Regions from separate parts of the Mus musculus genome. Here all the other regions are linked to region 1. A link is a contact called in public promoter capture Hi-C data. All regions are on one chromosome and are shown on one strand. Each heading gives the region's core, a stretch centred on a gene start, on an enhancer-like site or on the middle of the called end of the contact. The rest is flanking DNA. Distances are from core to core; before and after follow the strand shown. Region 1 holds the start of Eif4g1 (eukaryotic translation initiation factor 4, gamma 1). Region 2 holds the start of Tra2b (transformer 2 beta). Region 3 holds the start of Mrpl40 (mitochondrial ribosomal protein L40). Region 4 holds the start of Etv5 (ets variant 5).

Region 1 (4,375 bases), core at 209-2,708:
CTGGGAAAGCACATGACCACTGAGGACTCAGGCCATCTAGAGGATCCTTGTGCCCGCATTTGCCCACCCTGTAGCCTTGCTTTCTTGGTAGCACAGTGATGAAGTTTACATTATTGCCCCCCTCACTTAGGTCACCAATTCTGTGATATAATGCATGCTAGGAGGTAGCATGTGAGAGGGAGAAAGGCCAGTGGGAAAGGCTCTGCTACCTAACTAAATGCTCAAATGCTCAGTTCAATAGAGTACAACTCTTTTTTTTTTTTTTTGGTTTTTCCAGACAGGGTTTTTCTGTAGCCCTGGCTCTCCTGGAACTCACTCTGTAGACCAGGCTAGCCTCAAACTCAGAAATCCACCTGCCTCTACCTCCCAAGTGATGGGATTAAAGGCGTGCACCACCACAGCCTGGCTATTTTTTTTGTTTTTCGAGACAGGGTTTCTCTGTGTAACCCTAGCTGTCCTGAATTAGCTCTCTACACTAGTCTAGCCCTTAATTCACAGAGATTCTCCTGCCTATGCCCCTGGAGTACTAGGATTAAAGGTGTGGACTACCACCACCCAGTTCAAATTTTCCTATTTTTAAAATTTAAATATTTACGTGTATGAATGTTTTGTTTTCATATGTCTGTGCACTACATGCATATGTGGTGCCTTTAGAGGGCAAAAGAGGGCAGAATTCTAACGAATCAGAGTTACACACAGACATGAACTGCCTTATGGGTTATGGGAAGTAAACCCAGATCCTCTTGAAGAGCAGGCAATAAAGAGCAACCAGTGCGCCAACCATTGAACCATCTCAGAAATCTTCAAGATGTGGTCTCTCTGTAACTCTGGCCGTCCTGGAGCTTGCTTTGTAGATCAGGCTGGCCTTGAACTCAGAGATCTACCTGCCTATCTTTCTGGAATGCTGAGATTAAAGGCGTGGCTCGCCACTGCCTGGTGACATTTCCCTACTTTAAAGCTTATGGTAACTGATTCCCTGCCTTAGCCAGTCAGCACACGTACAGCTTTGGGATTCCTTTTTCCATTATTCCAAAGTTTTCATGTTGACTTTTGCGTTTCCCTAGGAGCAACTGATTTTTTTAAAAAAACAAAAGTAAAATTGCTTCTTTAGATTGCGGCAGTTTCTTTGGTGCAATATTGAATTTCCTTTGTTAATAGGTCTATCAAAGATCAAATCTATAGCATTTTCAGAGGCTGCATAATTTGCACACTACACTTACTAGGGCAGGACTGCTTTTTAGATTCCGCACTCTGAGCTCCAGGCCGGCACTTCACTTAGCACTCACGCGCTCAATAAATGCTTGCGCAAAGTATGAATGAACTAAAGAACCGCCAGAGCCTCAGAGGGGGTCGGCCTGGGAGTTCCAAAGTTCGGGAGGGGACACGGGGGCGGGCAGTGGGTGTCACGTGATGGGGCGGAGCAAATCCCATGTGCTTCCCCGGCGCCAGCGCAGCTCCGCCCTCTGCGCCGGTCACGTGGGGCGCTGGCTGCGCCTGCGGAGAAGCGGTGGCCGCCGAGCGGGATCTGTGCGGGGAGCCGGAAATGGTTGTGGACTACGTCTGTGCGGCTGCGTGGGGCTCGGCCGCGCGGACTGAAGGAGACTGAAGGTAAAGCCGCCATGTCCGGGCCCGACCCGGCCCCCCACCCCTCCCCCCGCATCCGCCGCCATCCGGGCCGGGGCCCGCCACCCTGCGCCGACGCCCCGGCGCCCCGGCTCCGAGCCTGCGCCCAGGCCCTACTCGCCAGGCCGATCCCCGGCCCACGTGTGCCGGGCCGGGCCCGGGTGGGGGTGGGGAGCAGGGCCCGGGCGGGGAGGGCGCTGGGGTGGCGGCGAGACAGTCACCTCCGCCCGGCCTGGGCCGCGGCCCGGCGCAGGCTGTGCGGCGCAAACCCGCCACCCCCTCCCCCTGCGGGGCCCGGGCGGCCGCCGGGAAGTGACACGTTGTTCTTTGGCACTGGCCGCGTTGCGCAGAGCTGGGAGGCGGCGGCGGCGGGCAGGGAGGAGCCCCCAGCCCCGCCCGGCGGCCGACCCTCGCCTGCCCCGAGCCGGCTTTCGCGGCGGTCGCCGCCCGCCCTGCTGGTGCGGCCGGACTCGCGCCCTTCCTGGCTTGTGTTCCCGGGCGGCCTCAGGCCTCTCCGGCCCCGCGCGAGTGCCCCGCGGCAGGCTTCGAACCCGGTGTCCCCGGGTGGGGGGTGGGGATATCACGGCCGGAGCAGCCGGCTTCATTTGTGATCCGGGAGCCTGGTGCCAGCAAGACCTGGAATTTCCGGTCTGGTTGGTCTTGGGCCCCGTGGAGCCAGGTTGATACCCCTCACCTCCCAACCCCAGGCCTTCGGATGCCCAGAACCTGTAGGCCGCACTGTGGACTTATTCTTAACCGAGGGGGTGAGTGAGGGGGCTGTTTGAGCAGGCAAGGGTGGGGTCAGGGTGTTGCAGTGTGCTGGTGGGGTCCTCAGGCTGTATGTTTTCTGTTTCTGCATTCACTTGGCACCTCCCTTAATCCGTGTTGGCCCTAGCTCTTGATACAACCTTTCCCCCAGCCCGTTTGCCATAAGCTTGGGTCCTTTCCTCGTTCCGAGCTCTGCTCTTTCCAACAGGTGCTGGGGGGACCCTAATGTGGCACCAAATGAAATGAACAAAGCTCCCCAGCCCACAGGCCCCCCACCCGCCAGGTCCCCTGGACTCCCACAGGTAATCAAGGCTAAATGATCAGGACTCCGGCGGGGTGGAGGTCACGCAGCTCCCAGTTTTCCCACCCCCATCTGTGTCAGGGCAAAGTGCAGCTGCCTGCTGCCAAATTGAGATAGGGCCCCTGGCTGTCCCTGGGGCTGTCACAGGGAGGGAACATGTGGACTGCTGAGGCTGTTACTACAGGTCTGCTCCCCATACTTCACCAGCTTGGGTTTAAGCCCCACCCAGGCTTCCCCTCTTGCTGAACTCTGGTCTCTCCCCTTCAGCCAGCGTTTCCCCCGGGGCAGACTGCACCGGTGGTGTTTAGCACGCCTCAAGCGACACAAATGAACACGCCTTCTCAGCCCCGCCAGGTGAGGGACTGTGGCTTGAGTAGGCTTGGGTGGGAACTGGGAAAATGAGCTGCTGGTTTGGGGCTAGTATGGGAACTATGGACACTGTATACTTGCCCCTCCATTCCTTGACAGTTGCTCTGAGTTCTTACGTGCTGTTAGTTACTTAGGGTGGCTGACCCTCTGTGAAGTTCGTAGAGTGTGAGAGTGGTGTTACTGGGGTCTTTGAGCCTTTGGAAATTGGAGGCTGTCCTGTGGGCCCTGCTGCCAGCTCTTTACTACTATACTAGGAGGTTGGCATTACCCTGTTCCTCTTCTCCCGTTCTCTTTGAACTGTAATGAGATAAACATTCCAGCTGTGGTTTTATTTTTTTGTGTTCTCCAAGTTCTCCCCAAGTGGAAGGGTCTTTTTCCTACCCACTTCACTCCCCCTAACCCCACTCCATCACCTTGGGGATAATTGTCGTCTTTCCTGTCCCCATGTGCTCTCAGGGAGGATTCAGGTCTCTGCAGGTAATACCCCTTTTCTAATCCCAAGCCACCTCTTTGGTGTCACCCCATCCTCCACCCTAGTCCGTAGCTAGACACAGATTGGGATGGTCACGGTGGGTGCCTTGTTTGCACTTTAGGAGTTTGAGTCCAAATACTGCATGTTAGAAGTCAACTGTTGACAAGCAAAGTATCCCAGAACTGGGAGACTGTTGCATGTAGCAGTTAGCCTCGGTACTTGAAGGGATCGTGCATGCTGGGGAGTCTGTTGTCCAGAAGGGCATGATGTTATCTAGCTGTTAGGAGGCCTCTGGAGGGGTAGTCTGGAGGTGACTGAGTGTGCATGGCAGGGACAGTTACAGGACACAAAGTTTTCATCCAGGTTAGAAGGCAAGTGTAAGGAGGCCACTTAGCCATCAGTTGGTCATGTGGGGCTTGGGAAGGATTGATCGCCATGCGCTGAAGTGCTGTACTCTTAAGACTGTATGGACATTGTGGAATGCTGATTTTGCTGTTTATTCCTCCCATTTTGACCCCACTTGCTTTCTGTTTTCCTAATAGCACTTCTACCCTAGCCGGGCCCAGCCCCCTAGCAGTGCAGCCTCCCGAGTGCAGAGTGCAGCCCCTGCCCGTCCTGGCCCAGCTCCCCATGTCTACCCTGCTGGATCCCAAGTAATGATGATCCCTTCCCAGATCTCCTACTCAGCCTCCCAAGGAGCCTACTATATCCCTGGACAGGTGAGGCTGGGGCTGGAAGTCAGGTTACCTAGTGTGTAGTCCTCCTCCACTTTTCCTACCCGGCCTTCTGGACCCATTCCTCTTATAGGGGTGGGACTTGTGGTCATTGTCCAGGTTTGGCTT
Region 2 (4,865 bases), core at 266-2,765, 1.6 Mb after region 1:
TCTTTCCTTAGGTAAAAGGCACGCACTGGTTGACACTGAACTTTAAATTGTCTTAGGGACTCATCTCCGTATATAAAAGATTACATCCGTTCAAATTACTCTTTTTGGGTTCAAGTTCACCATGGAAGTCCAAGAATGCTCTCTACCAAACCGTCAAAGGCCTTTTAGAGTTTACTAACCAAAAAAATAAACTGTGAACTAGTGGTTAAGTGTTCCTGTGAACTTTTTGCGAAAATAAAAACGTTAGTACAGGAAGGGCAAAACAGCCATTCTTATGATGCTTGTAAGCCGTTTCCAAACTGCAATTACCTGTTCACTGAGCCCTGGACTTCCGCATCTTCACGTGACAGTTTTTAATCTAAACTCTACAGCCACGCCACATGCGCCTCATTTGTTCAGCTTTGGGGCTGGGTCTAGTCCAGGCCCATTGTATACAATCTAATCAACCTCTACCGATTTTCACCCTCTGGGAGGTGGAAGCTTAAAAATAAAATCCCGTCGACTTCAGAGTTTAATAGCGCCATCAATTGTCGCCAATGGTTTCTCCTTCCCAAGTCCCCCCAGGGGTAGGGAGGCTCTATACAACAACGCCTAACGACCTTGCGTTCTATTCCAGTAAGCTCTCAACAATGGGAGAAACGCTGTAGCACAAAGCCCTCCAACTAACGGGGCCCCCAATCCCCCTCAGCCGTTTCCGTCTCCAGATGCTCCAAGAGCCCCCTACAGCTAGCTGTCCCTTACCGGGACCAGGAGGCCCTCCATCAACCGAAAAGCATCAGTCAGTCCCCATAGGCTCCCGGCCACACGTGGCTTTTCTCCGCTTCACCCTTGGACCCCGGGTGGCGAGGCGGCAAAGCCTGGCTGCAGGGAGCGGCGGCTCCGCCATTTTGTGCCTCTGGCAGCGCGCCCGGCCCGCGAGCCCAAGATGGCTGCGGCGCGGCTTCGCAGGAGAGCAACGGCGAAAGAAGATACCGTTCCCATCCCCCAACGCCGACGGACGCCGCGGCCATCTTTAGCCTCCCCCCGCCCCGTAACGGGGGGAAAGGAAAAAAAAAAAAAACGGTCGTGGCGGGTGCGAGGCACACAGCCCGCCCGCGGCCTCCCTCCGACGAGAAGCGCCGGCCACCAGGCCCTCCGGCGCCCCGGCTCCCTCCGCACGTCAGGCTCCCGACACCCGGCTGCACCGGGCCGAGAGGCCTAGAAGAAGTAGCAGGGTGGGGACCGCGGCCGCCCGCGCAACTCCGCGCTTACCCGCTCGCCGTAGTTCTGCTCGCCGCTGTCGCTCATGACTCCGGGTCGCTGTCACCGCTACGGGCCTTTCCTGAAGCTGTCAAGCTCCCGCCTTCCTTACAGAGGCTCCGCCGCAGCCTAGCGCGACGCCACACTTTTGCGAGGAGCTCGAAGCCGACACGCTCCGCACCACCTCCGCACCGGTCTAACACTGCCGGATGTGACGCCACGCTCTTTAACCTGGTCCCACCCACTCCCCCGAAGGCGCGCTTTCCTGGCCCCTCCCACTTCGACGCGCCTTCCAACCGCTTTCTCCTGCAGGGGCGCTTCCCAAACCGGACGTGACGTCTACCTTACCGCCCTGCCCCTCCCCTCCCCTAGTACCCGGCCACAGCGTGGCGGGAAAGTGTGCGCCTGCCTTTGGGCGTCTGTTGTGGTCTCCTCGGGACACCGTGATGTCCGTAGCCTTGCCACACTCGTTTCTGGAACCTTCTAGAGAACCGTCCTGGGTGGAAGAAGAGAAGAGATGGTTGTACATTCCTCCATGCCTTTGTTCTGTCTCACTAGTTTCCTCTCCTTTTGTTCTCTCATGATCTAGGAGAGAACACAGCCACACACTGGATTCTCACCTCCCGTTTATTTAGACTTAATTCTAGAGCTTTCCTTCCTAAATAAAACCTCCATTTAAAACTCTCGCAATTTAAACCGGGCATTAATGGTGCATGCCTTTAATCCCAGCACTAAAGAGGCAGAGACAAGCAGATCCCTGAGTTTGGGGACAGCTTGGTCTACACGGAGAAACCCTAGCTCAAAGCAAACAAACAAATTGAGGTTTGAGACAAAGCCTCATTGTGTTGCCTGGGTTGACCTTGAACCCACCGTGTATGTTATATAGCCTAGGCTGATGTTAGGAATGTATTAACCCTTCTGGGTCAGCCTCCCAAATCCTGGGATTATAGTTATGAACTATCAATCCTATGGCCTGGTGTGGTAATACACGCCTTTAAGGCGGATCTCTGTGAGTTCCAGGTAAGCCGAATATACAAAGCGAGTTCCAGGACAGTCAGGATTACACAGAGAAACCTGGTCTCATTCCCCACCCTGACTCCCACCTGGGGAAATGGAAAGGAAAGAAAGAAATGGAGAAAGGAAAGCCAGGCAGGGTGGTGCACACTTGTAATCCTTGTAATCGCAGCATGAGAGGTGAGCCCAAGGACAGTTAGCTGTTTAAGGCCAACCTGGGCTACATGAGCGGGCCCCCTTCAAAAAGTGACACAAAACAGAAAATAATTCAAGAGAAACGGGCCTGTAGTAATGGATTTCTGTTTGGGAGAAGCCGCCTGCCCTCTAGCCTCTAAGGATAGCATGAAAGAACACTGAAGATATCTATAGAAAACCATGCCAAATGAGTTCTTGAGATGAATACCATTTTGACAGTCTTCTTGTTTGGTTTGGTTTGGTTTTTTTTTTTTTTTTTTTTTTTTTGGTTTTTCGAGATAGGATTTCTCTGTGTAGCCCTGGCTGTCCTGGAACTCACTCTGTAGACCAGGCTGACCTTGAACTCAGAAATCAACCTGCCTCTGCCTCCCAAGTGCTGAGATTAAAGGCATGCACTACTGCCCAGCGACAGTCACATAGCTTCCGTGAATATTCTGAGCTACAGGATGATCCAACACTCGCAGTTTCAATGAATAAAACAAAAGCTAATTAATGAAAGAACTGTAGTTAATCTGGCCAGCCCAGCTTTACACAGTCACCAACCACGTCATCATTTCAACGTGAGCTCATGTCCACCAGATGGTGTCAAGCCTCAACAAGACCAGACAGCCCTGGGCAGCAGCTCCACATCTGGCCAACATTACTAGTGCCAGCTACTAGTTCCAACAGCACTAGCCAACATCAGCTCCCTAATATTTACTGTCTAAGTTTTCTTCTTCCTGTACTATGGATCGAACCCACAGATTTACCATTCCAGGCAAGCACACCACAACTGTACTGTGACCTCCGTCCCTCAGTTACATACCCTTGCTTTTTTTTGGGGGGGGGGGCTGTCAAGACAGGGTTTCTCTGTATAGCCCTGGCTGTCCTAGAACTCACTTTGTAGACCAGGCTGGCCTCGAACTCAGAAATCCGCCTGCCTCTGCCTCCTGAGTGCTGGGACTAAAGGTGTGCGCCACCACACCCGGCTATACCCTTGCATTTTTAAGCTGCAGATATTCTGGATCACTTATTACTATGGTTTTCCCATTAGAGTTGGGTGTGGTGGCACACCTATAATCCCAGCACTTGAGGAATAGGGGCAGGAGAATCAAGAGTCCAAAATTAGAGCCAGAGGTGGTGGTGCACGTCTTTAATCCCACCATTTGGGAGGCAGGGGCAAGCCAGTTTCTGAGTTGAATGCCAGCCTGATCTACAGAGTGAGTTCAAGGACAGCTCAGGGCTACACAGAGAAACCCTGTCACAGGGTGGGTAGGTGGATGTGGAAGAATAGTTTCCTGGAGGTAATGTCATGGAAATGTTCCTCACTGTTCACAGTTGCCAAATTTTTTCAAATTTTCTTCATGGAAATTTGATGGGGGTGTTGGTATTGTTTTACATTTGTTCTTTCAGGTTGTGTGTGTGTTCAAAAGAGTGCACACATGAATCAGATCCCATTACAGATGGCTGTGAGCCACCATGTGGTTGCTGGGACTTGAACTCAGGACCTCTGGAAGAGCAGTCAGTGCTCTTAACCACTGCGCCATCTCATCATCCCCCAACACCTAGTTTTTGTTTGGTGTTTTTTTCAAGACCAGGTTTCTCTGTGTACCTTTGCCTCCCATGGAACTCACTATGTAGCTCAGGCTGGCCTTGGACTGAGATCTCCCTCTCACGTGCTAGAATTAAAGGCATTTGCCACCAGTGCCAGGCCCACGTGTTCTTTTGAGATAGGGTCTCTCCTGGATTCTGGGGCTTACTGATCAGACTAGCCCGGCTATCCTGCAACTGCAGCACTGACTATAAACCCTATAAACCGTCATCATCCCATATTTTTAATATGGGTTTGTTGTTGATTTTTTTAAGATATTGTATTAGAGGGCACTGGCGAGATGGCTCATTGTTCTTCCAGAGGACCCAGGTTCAGTTCCCAGCACCCACATGGCAGCTTGCAACTGCCTAAAACTCCAGTTCCAGGAGATTAATGGTCTCTTCTGTAATCCACAGATACTGTATGCACATGTGAACATAAAAACAAGCAGACAAAACACTCATGCACAGACAAATATTCAAAAATAAATAAATGAGCATATGTATACAACAACTATTTTGTGGATTTTATCCTTACTGGGACAAAATACCTTGCAAAGACAATATAAGGAAGGAAAGGTAACTGTGTGGTGGCTCAGGTTCAAAGGTATATTCACCATGGTGTGAAAGTCATAGTGGCAGCAACTGAAGAGGCCTGGTCACATTTCCTTGTTACCCAGAAGCTAAGAGATGAATACTTAGGTCATTTTCTCATTTTTATGCAGTCTGGGCCCAAACACTTGGATTAAGAGTTGGCCTTTAAACTCAATGTAGAAAACTTCTCATAGCCTTGCAGACTCTTGACTCATGGTGATTCTAAGTCTTGTGTTGACCAAGGTGTCATTACA
Region 3 (4,635 bases), core at 1,386-3,885, 1.8 Mb before region 1:
CTCCCAAGTGTTGATATTAAAGGGGTGTGCAACCACTGCCCAACTTTTTTTTTTTTTTTAACTTTTATTCTTACACAGTCCTAGCTTGCCTTTAACTGGCTATGTTGTCAAGGATGTCCTTGAACTCTGATCCTACTGTCTCTACCTCCAGACTTCCAGCCTAGTTATTTTCTACTACTCCCAGTATTCTGGTGCTGGGGATTAACTTAAGGCTTTGTGCATGCTAGGCAAGGATCCAATAAACCAAGCTACATTCTTAGCTTGGAAGTGCCAGTCTGTGATTCAGGTGTATCTTAAAGCTGCCCTGAGAAGTGAACGTGCTGAACTAAGGGAGTAAAAGCTCATTCACATTTGAAATGAATTTGTGATTTACAAAATGCTTCAAGACTAAAAGAGACAGGACAGTAAAAATGACTGCCAGATTTTTTTTTTTTTAAATCAGTTTCTGGGGTGTTGAGAGGGCTCCGTGGTTAAGAACACTTGCTGCTCTTGCCGAGGATCTAGGTTTTGTTCCCAGCACTCACATGGCAGCTTACAACCATCATTGATTCTGGTTCCAAGGGATCTGGGACCCTCTTCTGGCCTTTGTGGGCACCATGCATGTAGACATAACACATTACAAAATTAGCCATGTCCTAAAGCTTTGGCAAGTATCTGATTTACTTTTAGGAACACACTTCCCAGGCTAAATGTGGCATTAGGAATAATCAAATTTGAAGCTGGAGAGATGACTTAGGAGTTACAAGGAGTGCTTGCAGATCTTAAACACTGGAGTTTGGTTCCCAGAACCCACATCAGGGGCTCACAACTGTTTGTAACTAGGAGAGCTATAACCCCTGACTGGCTTTGGGCACCCCAAACACATGTGTATACATATGTCAGGAACATAAACATTAAAAAAAAAAAACCCTTAAAGCAAACCTTTTAGCAATAAACTAAATAAAGCCCCAAGAAAGCATCCAAAGTTCCTAGAGTAACTATTATTAGTCTTTGAACCTTTCTCCCACTCAGTGAATCAGAATGAGCAGGGAAGAGCAAGGCCTATGGAAATACAGAAGTTAAGATATGCCCTTTGAAACACATAAGACTCCTTAAATCTAGCTGCTACTTATTTAAACTACTCAAGTAGCAATACATATATGCTATGCTATCATAGTACAGAGCTCCTTCAAAGGACAGAGGCATCCACTTAAATTTAACTATTAGTTCCACAGACTGAAATCTGCTTGCTAACCCAAGGTTGGGCACTCTTGCTTTGTTTTGGTCATATGCATACACGTGTTTCTCATACCCCAAGAGCTAAGGGTTATGCTGGATTTTACCTCATGGGGATGAGATCCCAGAAGGCCAGTAAGGAAGCTCTCTGGTGGGTGTGTCTGACGTGTGCCTGGCAGGTTCCAGGGATCCTGAAGGAGAGAAGGGTATGTATAAAGATCTGGGGAAAGAGAAGGCACATACACATAACTATAGGTCTTCCTAAAACCCGGAGGATGTTTGTAAGTATCTATTTTGTATTTTTTTCAGACAAAAGTCTCCCTAATTCGGGCTATCTTGCAACTTGAGACAATTTTCTTGCCTCAGCTGCTCCACCATGTCTAGTTCATTTGTATTAGGCCAGCAAGGTCAAAGTGAGGAATTTACAGAACTCTGTTTCTCACTGGGGCAGAGCCTTTACTTGCTCTGGCAGGATCTTCTTCTTCTTCTCCTTCTTCTTCCGTCTCTCTGTTTCTTTCTGTCTCTCTCTCTCTCCCCTTCTCTGTCCCCTCTCTTTCTCTGCCTCTACTCTCTTCTCAATTCCCCTTCCCATACCCACAAATAAACTCTATTCTATACTAGACCTGTCTAGTATATGACTGGTACCTCGAGGAAGGAAGGAGGGATGCTTCAGTGTGGACCACTGAGTAAAGTACCCCCTCCCACTGTACTATACGTCCCTTCTATAAAACATATCCTTGGATTTTTAAAAACACATTGCTCTTCTTCCTTTTTTTTTTTTTTTTTTTTTTTTTGGGTTTTTTTGAGACAGAGTTTCTCTGTAAAGCCCTGGCTGTCCTGGAACTCCCTTTGTAGACTGGGCTGACCTCGAACTCAGAAATCCGCCTGCCTTTGCCTCCCAAGTGCTGGGTTTAAAGGCGTGCTCCACCACGCCCGGCGTCTTTTTCTTCTTTTTAAAAATGGGGTGTAATATAGCCAGGTTTGTATGCAGCTGTTACGACCTTGACTTTCTGACCTAGCCTCCACCTCCATAGTGCTGGGGTTGCAGGAGTAGGCCACCACTTAAGCACGACTTAGGCTTCACACTTGTTAGGCAAATAGCCTGTTAAGTGAGTACACTTCCAGTTCGGATTTTCATCCGCAACAGATGCGGTAGGCTCATGCCCAGAAATAATCTGCGAGCACTAGCGAGCAGCTACGGGGCAAAGCCCGCGCACGCGCCCTGGGTATTCTGCCACCCGCGGCTACACTCACCAGCTCCGAGGCCGCAGAGCCCGCGCAGCACACAGCATCACCCCGGTAGCCATAGTTTTTCACGCCACCCGCTGGCGGGCAGCTTCCGGGAGCACGCCCCTGGGCGGTCCGACCTGAGGTACCCGGTCGGGTCTGGCAGGCCTCGGCCCGGAACTCGCGGGTCTGGGATTCCGAGAGGCGGGCCCGCAGCTGGCCCCGCCCCCGACGCAGCCCCGCCCCGGGCAAGCAACGGTGGCTTCGCCGCGCCCTTTTGCGGGCGTCCCGCCTTCTGTGGATGCTGCGGTGTTTTCCTGCTCTCTGCTCCGCCTGGCCTATGTGTTTACATCTATGAAAACGCCCCGCTCTTCTAATAAATGCGCCCGTCTGGCCCCCTATCCTTCACCAGCCTAGTTCTTTTATGCATGCAATCGAGCTCAGGGCCCGCTGCCGTCTGCCGCTAGATGCATGCTGGCGCCCGCCCGGCTGGCGCTCGCGAGATGCCCAATAGCGCGAATTGATGGATGGCGGAAGCTAGTTACTAAGCTGGACTCGGAGCCGCGGAGGTAGAACTAGAGATCTGCACACCACCCTGGTTCTGCATCGCCGGGCGGGATCTCAAGGCTTTGCCAGCCTGCTCACACCGACCCTCATCGGCGACCACATCAGTGGCAGCGGAGTATCCCCGTCCTCCCCCCCCTGTCTACCGAAGAACCGAGGCGGCCCGGTCCGCGTAGGGAGCGGTTTCCCGCCGGGGCGATTTGGCAGGTGCGCGCCGTGACTTCCGGCGTTGCCCGGGAGCCGCCGGAGGAGGAGCGGCGCAGGGGATGCGGCTGTGGCGGCGGCGGCGGCGGCCGAGCGCAGGAGGCGGCTGTGGCGGCGGCTGGGGGCACGGGCCGGCGATGGCGCGGCGGCGCTGAGGGCAAGGGTGGGCGGCGGCCGGAGGGCGGGCGGCGCGGGAGGAAGCTGCGGCAGCTCCATGGCCCAGGCGTGCTGAGGGACACGGCTCTGGCTTCAGCCCGGCAGCGGCCGAACAATGAAGCTCTTGAAGCCAACCTGGGTCAACCACAATGGTGAGTGCACGCAGGAGTCGTGGGCGGCCGAACCTGCATCGGGGTGGGGTCTGGGATTGGCTTGCGGCGGTGCTCAAGTCCTGCCCACCTTGTCCAGACGCTGGTGCCGGGTGCTGGAGCTGCAGAACGGGCAGGAGCAGACTTTGTCCCCGGCTCTGGGACACCGGCGAGCCCGGGCACGTGCTTCGGGCTGGTTGCAGCGAAGTCCGCCTTTGCCTCAGGCAATGGCGCTGTGTCCTGCGCCGCCCACCCTTAATCTGGGATGCCTGGCTCTGGTGAGCCGGCTTGGGTACCGACCTGGTGCTGCCATCCGGCTTCACCATCCAGTATGTGCTCAGATGGTTGTGAGTATGAAACTGGGGCGACATCCCCCTTGTGGCCTTTCAGCGGCTCGGTGAATCTGCATGAGATACTTACTGGCTGTATTGCCCTTTCTGAGGCCTGGAGTTTGTGACAGTGCCCCCACTCGGGCTATTGCGATCCTGGAATGGGAAGGGCCTGGGCTCAGGTCCTACGGAGGACCACGAAAGAACCACGTTTAATGTAAGGATTGGGGCTTCAGATGACTAAGATTGGGGCCAGTGGTGCACAGGAGACAAGCGACTTTGGATCCGTGATAGTGACTTCAAATAGCAGATTCCTACACCCTGGTGGAGAAAGCAGCCGGTGGCATCCAGTTTTGTCGAGAACTACTGCAGGAGGTTGTTTGCTCTCTGCCGAGCGAGTGAGGAAGAGCTAGAGCCTTTCCCCCCAGCTAGTACTTGAGTCTCTGGAAGGACCCGAAGGAAGCACGAGGAAGCAGCCAAGCTCTGCTGAAAGAGGAAGGGTCTTTCCTCCTTTCTACTTTGTATTGCATCTAGAGGGAGCTACAGTTGTGTGTGTGTTTTTGTGTGTGTGTGCGCGCGCCCGCGTAAAAGAAGGCAAGTAGATGCATTTTTCTCTTTTTAAAAATCCACGTGGCCAAATTTAAAAAAAAATTGGTCCTGGGTGCTTTTTATTCACAGCCGAACTTTTTTTTTTTTTTTTTTTTTTTTTTTGGAGGGGGAGGGGGCGTTCACAAGGAAGATCGTAGACGTAGACTGGGTACGACATGCTCTCTACATTAAACAGTATGATT
Region 4 (4,905 bases), core at 2,016-4,515, 1.8 Mb after region 1:
AAAAAAAAAAAAAAAAAAAAAAAAAAGAGGAAGATTCAAATGCAGGAAAGAGGTGCAGAGAGAGTCCACCCACGCCTCCAGGGAGAAGACACACCACAGAGGTCAAGGACAAAACAGAACAGAACCAACTCACCCCTGGGACCATAAAAGGGACTTGCTGATCACAAAACCCATCCATGGTGCTTCCAAAGTCTCCGCTATCACTTTGAAGGGCTTCAGCATTGAGTAGTTTCTTGGGGGTGGTAAAGAGATACTCCTGTAACATGGATTGGGAAGATTTAAACTCTGGCGGAGGTGGGGTGGCTTAAGTTTATACAAGTCTTTCCCTCTTGCCTGTGTAGCCACCTTACCCCCCCCTCCCTCCCTCTCTCTCTCTCTCTCTCTCTCTCTCTCTCTCTCTCTCTCACACACACACACACACACACACACACACACACACACACACACACACACACTTTAGTATTGCCTGCCTGTCTACCACAAAAGCCAAAACCAACCAAAAAAAAAATCAAACCCTCCCTTACTTGCACTGAAAAATGACCTTCTAGGACATTTGTTGCAGAGTTTTTGTTTTGTTTTTGTTTTCTTTTGTTTGAGACAGGGTTTCTCTGTGTAGCTCTGGCTGTCCTGGAACTCACTCTGTAGACCAGGCTGGCCTCGAACTCAGAAATCGCCTGCCTCTGCCTCCCGAGTGCTGGGATAAAAGGCGTGCAGCACCACGCCCGGCTTTGTTTTATTTTTTAAGATAAGTTTTTAATTAAGATTTGCCACTTTATGATAGGAACTAGAGAAATTGGGTGTTCCATGTTCCAAATGCATGGTGTGTCTCAAATGCATTTTGTAGGTATATGGTAAAAATACTAAGTACAGTTCCAGGAACAAACTGATCAAAAGTATACTTTCTTCACACACACACACACAATTCTTTATTTAAACCCAAACCGTCTGTCCAAACAGGTGTGTATACCTGAAATGACACAGCATCTCCATGGCAACCTACAAAGATTAGCTGCCATCTACTCAATTTCTAAAATAAAACATCTATAAAAATGAGAGATAAAGGAAATTCAGTTCCACTGCACATATTTAAACATTTCTACCAAAAGGCCAAAAAAAAAGGAAAAGAAACAGAAAAACAAAACACCGTCATTGAAATCTTTCAATGCAAAAATATCCATGAAAAGAAAACTCCCTGTTCTACAATGACCTCAAATCTTCAACAAAATCAGTCAACCACTGGTAAGAGCTGGGCTTGGAACTAAATCAAGAGGGGAGACACTTTTCTAGCGTGGGAGGAATTAGCTAGCAAGTTTAGGTGTTACCTTCCTAAACACTTAATTTTCCAAATAAAAACTCAGGTCAAAATAATGGGGGCATAACAAGTATTTATTCACCTCAGGTCTGAATAACAGACAGGCCTAACTAGCATTTTCTTTTAAGTTGTACACAAACTAGGGAACACTTTTCACAGTAACCATTTCCATCTGACTTGTTTTTCACGCTGTGAGCACCATATCAAATTTTCATAAGTGAGCAGGATACAAGAAAACCCTTCACAGCCAGCACTTGGCCCAAGTAATCAGATATTTTCAAAGTCAAAGGAAAGAGAGTTCGCAACTTCCTAGAAAAACACTTCTGCCAGCTTGCCTTCCTTCCACACAGTGCAAACATCGTTCAGAATGAGGCCTCTCTTGAATGTCACCAACCAGGACCCAAATCTGAGAATCTTTAGTAGACTGTGGAGAAGAAAGAATTCTGTGCTGTATTTTTAAAAATTTTGACTAAGTTGTGGCCTCAGAAATTCTTAAATGTCTGTTGTGGGTTAAGAGAACAACGTGTAGGAAAACCAGAGGATAAAATATTTTTAGAAGCTCATGATGCGCAAAAAAATATCCTTTGAAAAAAATCGGTAAAAAGAAACTTCCCTAAGAGATTCCAAAAGCAGCAGCAAGGATCTTCTAAGCAGCCCTTCGAGTTCAAGAGCTGGAAACGTCGTGTTCAAAGTATCTTTTAAAAGCCTGCAGGGAAGGCTTCGGTTCATCCTGGAGTTTAAACCACTTCCTTTGTGTCGTCGTAGTCGCTCCCCCCCCCCAGCCCCCAAATCCAGGGTGCCCCCAGGAAAACTTTAACTGGGCGCAGCGACCGGATCGAGGCCCCTCCCCGTGGCGCGCAGCGAGCCTGGTTTTATGAATGGGAGATGGAGCCGCGGCCGCCACCGCAGGTAGAGGCTGTAACTGGATCCCTCGCGCCCGGCCCCATTCACAAAACAAGACACACTTCCACCCAATTCCCAGCCTTCCCATTCATGAAAACTCCTTCAGCTGCGCCCCCGCCCCCACTCCCAACGCACGCTTAGCCTCCGACGCAGGCCCCTCACCCCAGCGTTTTAGGAAGAAAGCTCAATGCTTCATTCACAAAAAAAAAAAAAAAAAAGGGAGAAAAAAAAAAAAGCCTCAGAGCTCAGAGCCCAAGAAAGAAACCTGCTTCATTCATAAAGTCACCCACATTCAGAAAACGAGGTGCAGCGCTGGCCGATACCAGCAGCCTCATTTGCTCCTGATCACACATGCCGCCTCCCCTCATCACCCCCTACTTAATCAGTACCCCCTTTGCGGGGGAGACCCCGAATCATTCACGAGGTTCCAGCACACTCTCGGCAGCCTCGGAACCGGTTCTCTCTTCCCCCAGGCCGTGGCTCAGGCGGCCCCAATACCCTCAGCCCTAAGAGGAGGGAGTGGGGGGCTGCGGGCCCGCTGCCCAGTCTCCAACTTGCCAGGCCTGCAGAAGTTCGGGCAGATCCTGCACCCTCAGGCTGCACATGTCGGTGTCATTTAACTCTCGGGGTTCTGAAGCAGAACCCCTGAAACTGCTGCTCGCCTCCCCCCACCCCCCATATTAAGAGTCGCGGAGCGTTTCTTCTCGCGAGCCTCCCAGGGCCCTCGGGGGCCCACAACTTCGCGCCCCGCACCCCGTTCTTGCACCCCGCTTCTGTAGCCTGAGCCGGGCACCCCGCTCCCTGCACCCGCTCCAGCACCCCGGGTGCCTCCTCCGCGGCGTGCGGAAACCCGTTCTCCGCTCGCTCCGGAACCGCTAGCCGCCCCCGCCCGAAGCCTCCCAGGAACCGAACCGAACCGGGCCTCGGGGGGAGGGGGCGGCTAGCTCCGGGAGTCACCCCAAGCACGCCCAACTGAGGACCCAGAACCAGTCCGCACCTGAGCGGCCACTCCGCGCGCCCGCCTGCGCGCCTCCGTGGCGGGCTGGGCCGCAGCGATCGGGGATGAAGACCGCTCTGCGCGCCGGCCTCCGGACTCTGCGCCGCCCTGCAACCCGCTGCAGCACTGGCCCGGCCCCCGCCGGCTCCGCCCGCCGCCATTGGCCCGCAGCCCAGAGCACACACGTCCCCATTGGTCGGCGGCCATCCCCGCGGCTGCCCATCACCTCTTGTTTACCCTGTCTTCAGGCAAATCCAGCTGGGCCGCCCCATCATCTGCGGCGCCCATTGGCTAACGGTCGGCCTCCCTCAACGCCCTCAGAGGTCTGTTTTACATAATTTATGCGCTGGGCGCCATTGACCAATCAGCACCGGCTTGTTTATATAATGAATGTAAGGACGTTTTTCATTCATAAAAAACGCGACCTGAGGGGGAAGCTTAGCTGAGTCAGTGAAGCTCTTAAAGGGGCCACTCGCGAAGTTCCCCCTGGCCTCGGCCTGCACCGCTCCTCCCGCCACCCCCGCGCGGGGCCGCTTGGCGCCAGGCGTTCGCAGCTGCAGCAGCGAGCTAAGTTATCATTTTAGAACTCAGGCGAGAGGAATTCGTCATTCCACACACAGAAACTCGCTGACCCTGCCTGGGCGTTCGGCCCATAGAAACACAAAAAACGGAAACCGAGCCCTCTAATCTTAGCTACCTTGAAGAGAAGCCTTAATTTTTTTTTTAAACCAGGTTTCCAGTGGGAAAAAAAAGTAGTTACCTTCCTTTAAAAACCTGAGCTTTTCCAGATCTTAGTGATGTACCCATGTTGCCAAAGCCTAAGGCCCGACCCGATCGCGTCTTCTCGGGCTAATAATTGCCTCTGAGCTCTACAGGCAAGAGGCTACAGCCAGAAACCCGGTTCGTGGATCGCACCGGGCCGGTAGAGGGCCTTGGAAGCACAAATCCCTTTGAAACGTGCGTGCAGTTAGACCGCTTGCTTCTCTCCCGGGCTGCTTGTTTTCCATTTAAGTGTTGAATGCAAGATGGTGTGTTTGCGAATTAGATCCCGTGCAGCTGGGAACCGGGAGAAGCAGTGTTGCTTGCCAAAGGATCGGGCATTGACTGCAGTTGTTGAGATTCTTAACAGGGTGTTCCAGGAAACAAATAAAACAATCCTCTGCCCCTTCCAACTCCTCGTCCTGCTCCTGCCACCGACAATGGCCGTTCTCTTCTTTTCCCAAGGACGCTAGGGTGCTTGTGAACGAGTTCTGTTCTCTACTAACCGGGCAGCAAGGTGTCAGCGTTTGGAGAGTTGAGCCTCAGCAAAGCGGGTCCCAAGTTGTTACCCTAAGGGTGCCCAGTGCCCCACAGTGAAACACGTGGTGTGGATTTCTAGTCCGCGGCCTTTCCCCCCTAAGCTTGTGGATCAGAGCTGGTACTTGGTGTGTTGATTACAGTCCTTGACCAGTTTGAATGCTGGGATGAGACCTGCACCCAGGTTCAGTGGGCTGAGTTATCGGTTTTGCCGGAGACTGGGAAGGGCACCAGTTGAAGTGTGGGCAGGTGCTTTGAACTTTTAACGAGCAGTTCCTTGATATTTAATTTCCTGCCTGAGCACAGTGCTTCCCTTAGCTCCTATTCTAGTTGGTGGCTATAGAGTTTGTCCTCTTGTACCCGTGTTCCCAGCTTGTTTCTGACGTCCTGAAGGCTT

Evidence for each region. Promoter capture Hi-C pulls out the DNA fragments that hold promoters and counts their contacts. Capture Hi-C pulls out chosen DNA fragments and counts their contacts.
Region 2: a contact with region 1 is called in a promoter capture Hi-C map of pre-B cells, with 7 times the contacts expected there. The contact joins the promoter of Tra2b here to the promoter of Eif4g1 in region 1. A contact is called at or near these places in 6 of 39 promoter capture datasets (cranial neural crest, hematopoietic stem and progenitor cells, liver and 2 more) and 1 of 115 datasets of contacts at active chromatin or transcription factors (astrocytes).
Region 3: a promoter capture Hi-C map of liver shows a contact between it and region 1, with 2.5 times the contacts expected there. The contact joins the promoter of Mrpl40 here to the promoter of Eif4g1 in region 1. A contact is called at or near these places in 3 of 39 promoter capture datasets (neutrophils, pre-B cells and stem cell-derived epiblast-like cells) and 1 of 9 other capture datasets (liver).
Region 4: a promoter capture Hi-C map of pre-B cells shows a contact between it and region 1, with 6 times the contacts expected there. The contact joins the promoter of Etv5 here to the promoter of Eif4g1 in region 1. A contact is called at or near these places in 2 of 39 promoter capture datasets (liver and pre-B cells), 1 of 484 Hi-C or Micro-C datasets (cardiomyocytes) and 1 of 115 datasets of contacts at active chromatin or transcription factors (embryonic stem cells).

What each region holds. Positions count from the first base shown.
Region 1 is chr16:20,671,269-20,675,643 of GRCm38.p6, forward strand. It overlaps Eif4g1 (eukaryotic translation initiation factor 4, gamma 1), which reads left to right and starts at 1,459. Exons shown (of 33, transcript NM_145941.3): 1 at 1,459-1,608; 2 at 2,600-2,693; 3 at 2,960-3,046; 4 at 3,518-3,538; 5 at 4,076-4,252. The coding sequence starts at 2,634.
Region 2 is chr16:22,264,490-22,269,354 of GRCm38.p6, forward strand. It overlaps Tra2b (transformer 2 beta), which reads right to left and starts at 1,516. Exons shown (of 9, transcript NM_009186.5): 1 at 1,252-1,516. The coding sequence starts at 1,287.
Region 3 is chr16:18,874,002-18,878,636 of GRCm38.p6, forward strand. Mrpl40 (mitochondrial ribosomal protein L40) reads right to left here and starts at 2,636. Exons shown (of 4, transcript NM_010922.2): 1 at 2,470-2,636; 2 at 1,323-1,406. The coding sequence starts at 2,522. It overlaps Hira (histone cell cycle regulator), which reads left to right and starts at 2,749. Exons shown (of 25, transcript NM_010435.2): 1 at 2,749-3,518. The coding sequence starts at 3,482.
Region 4 is chr16:22,436,305-22,441,209 of GRCm38.p6, forward strand. Etv5 (ets variant 5) reads right to left here and starts at 3,266. Exons shown (of 13, transcript NM_023794.2): 1 at 3,213-3,266; 2 at 134-256. The coding sequence starts at 178.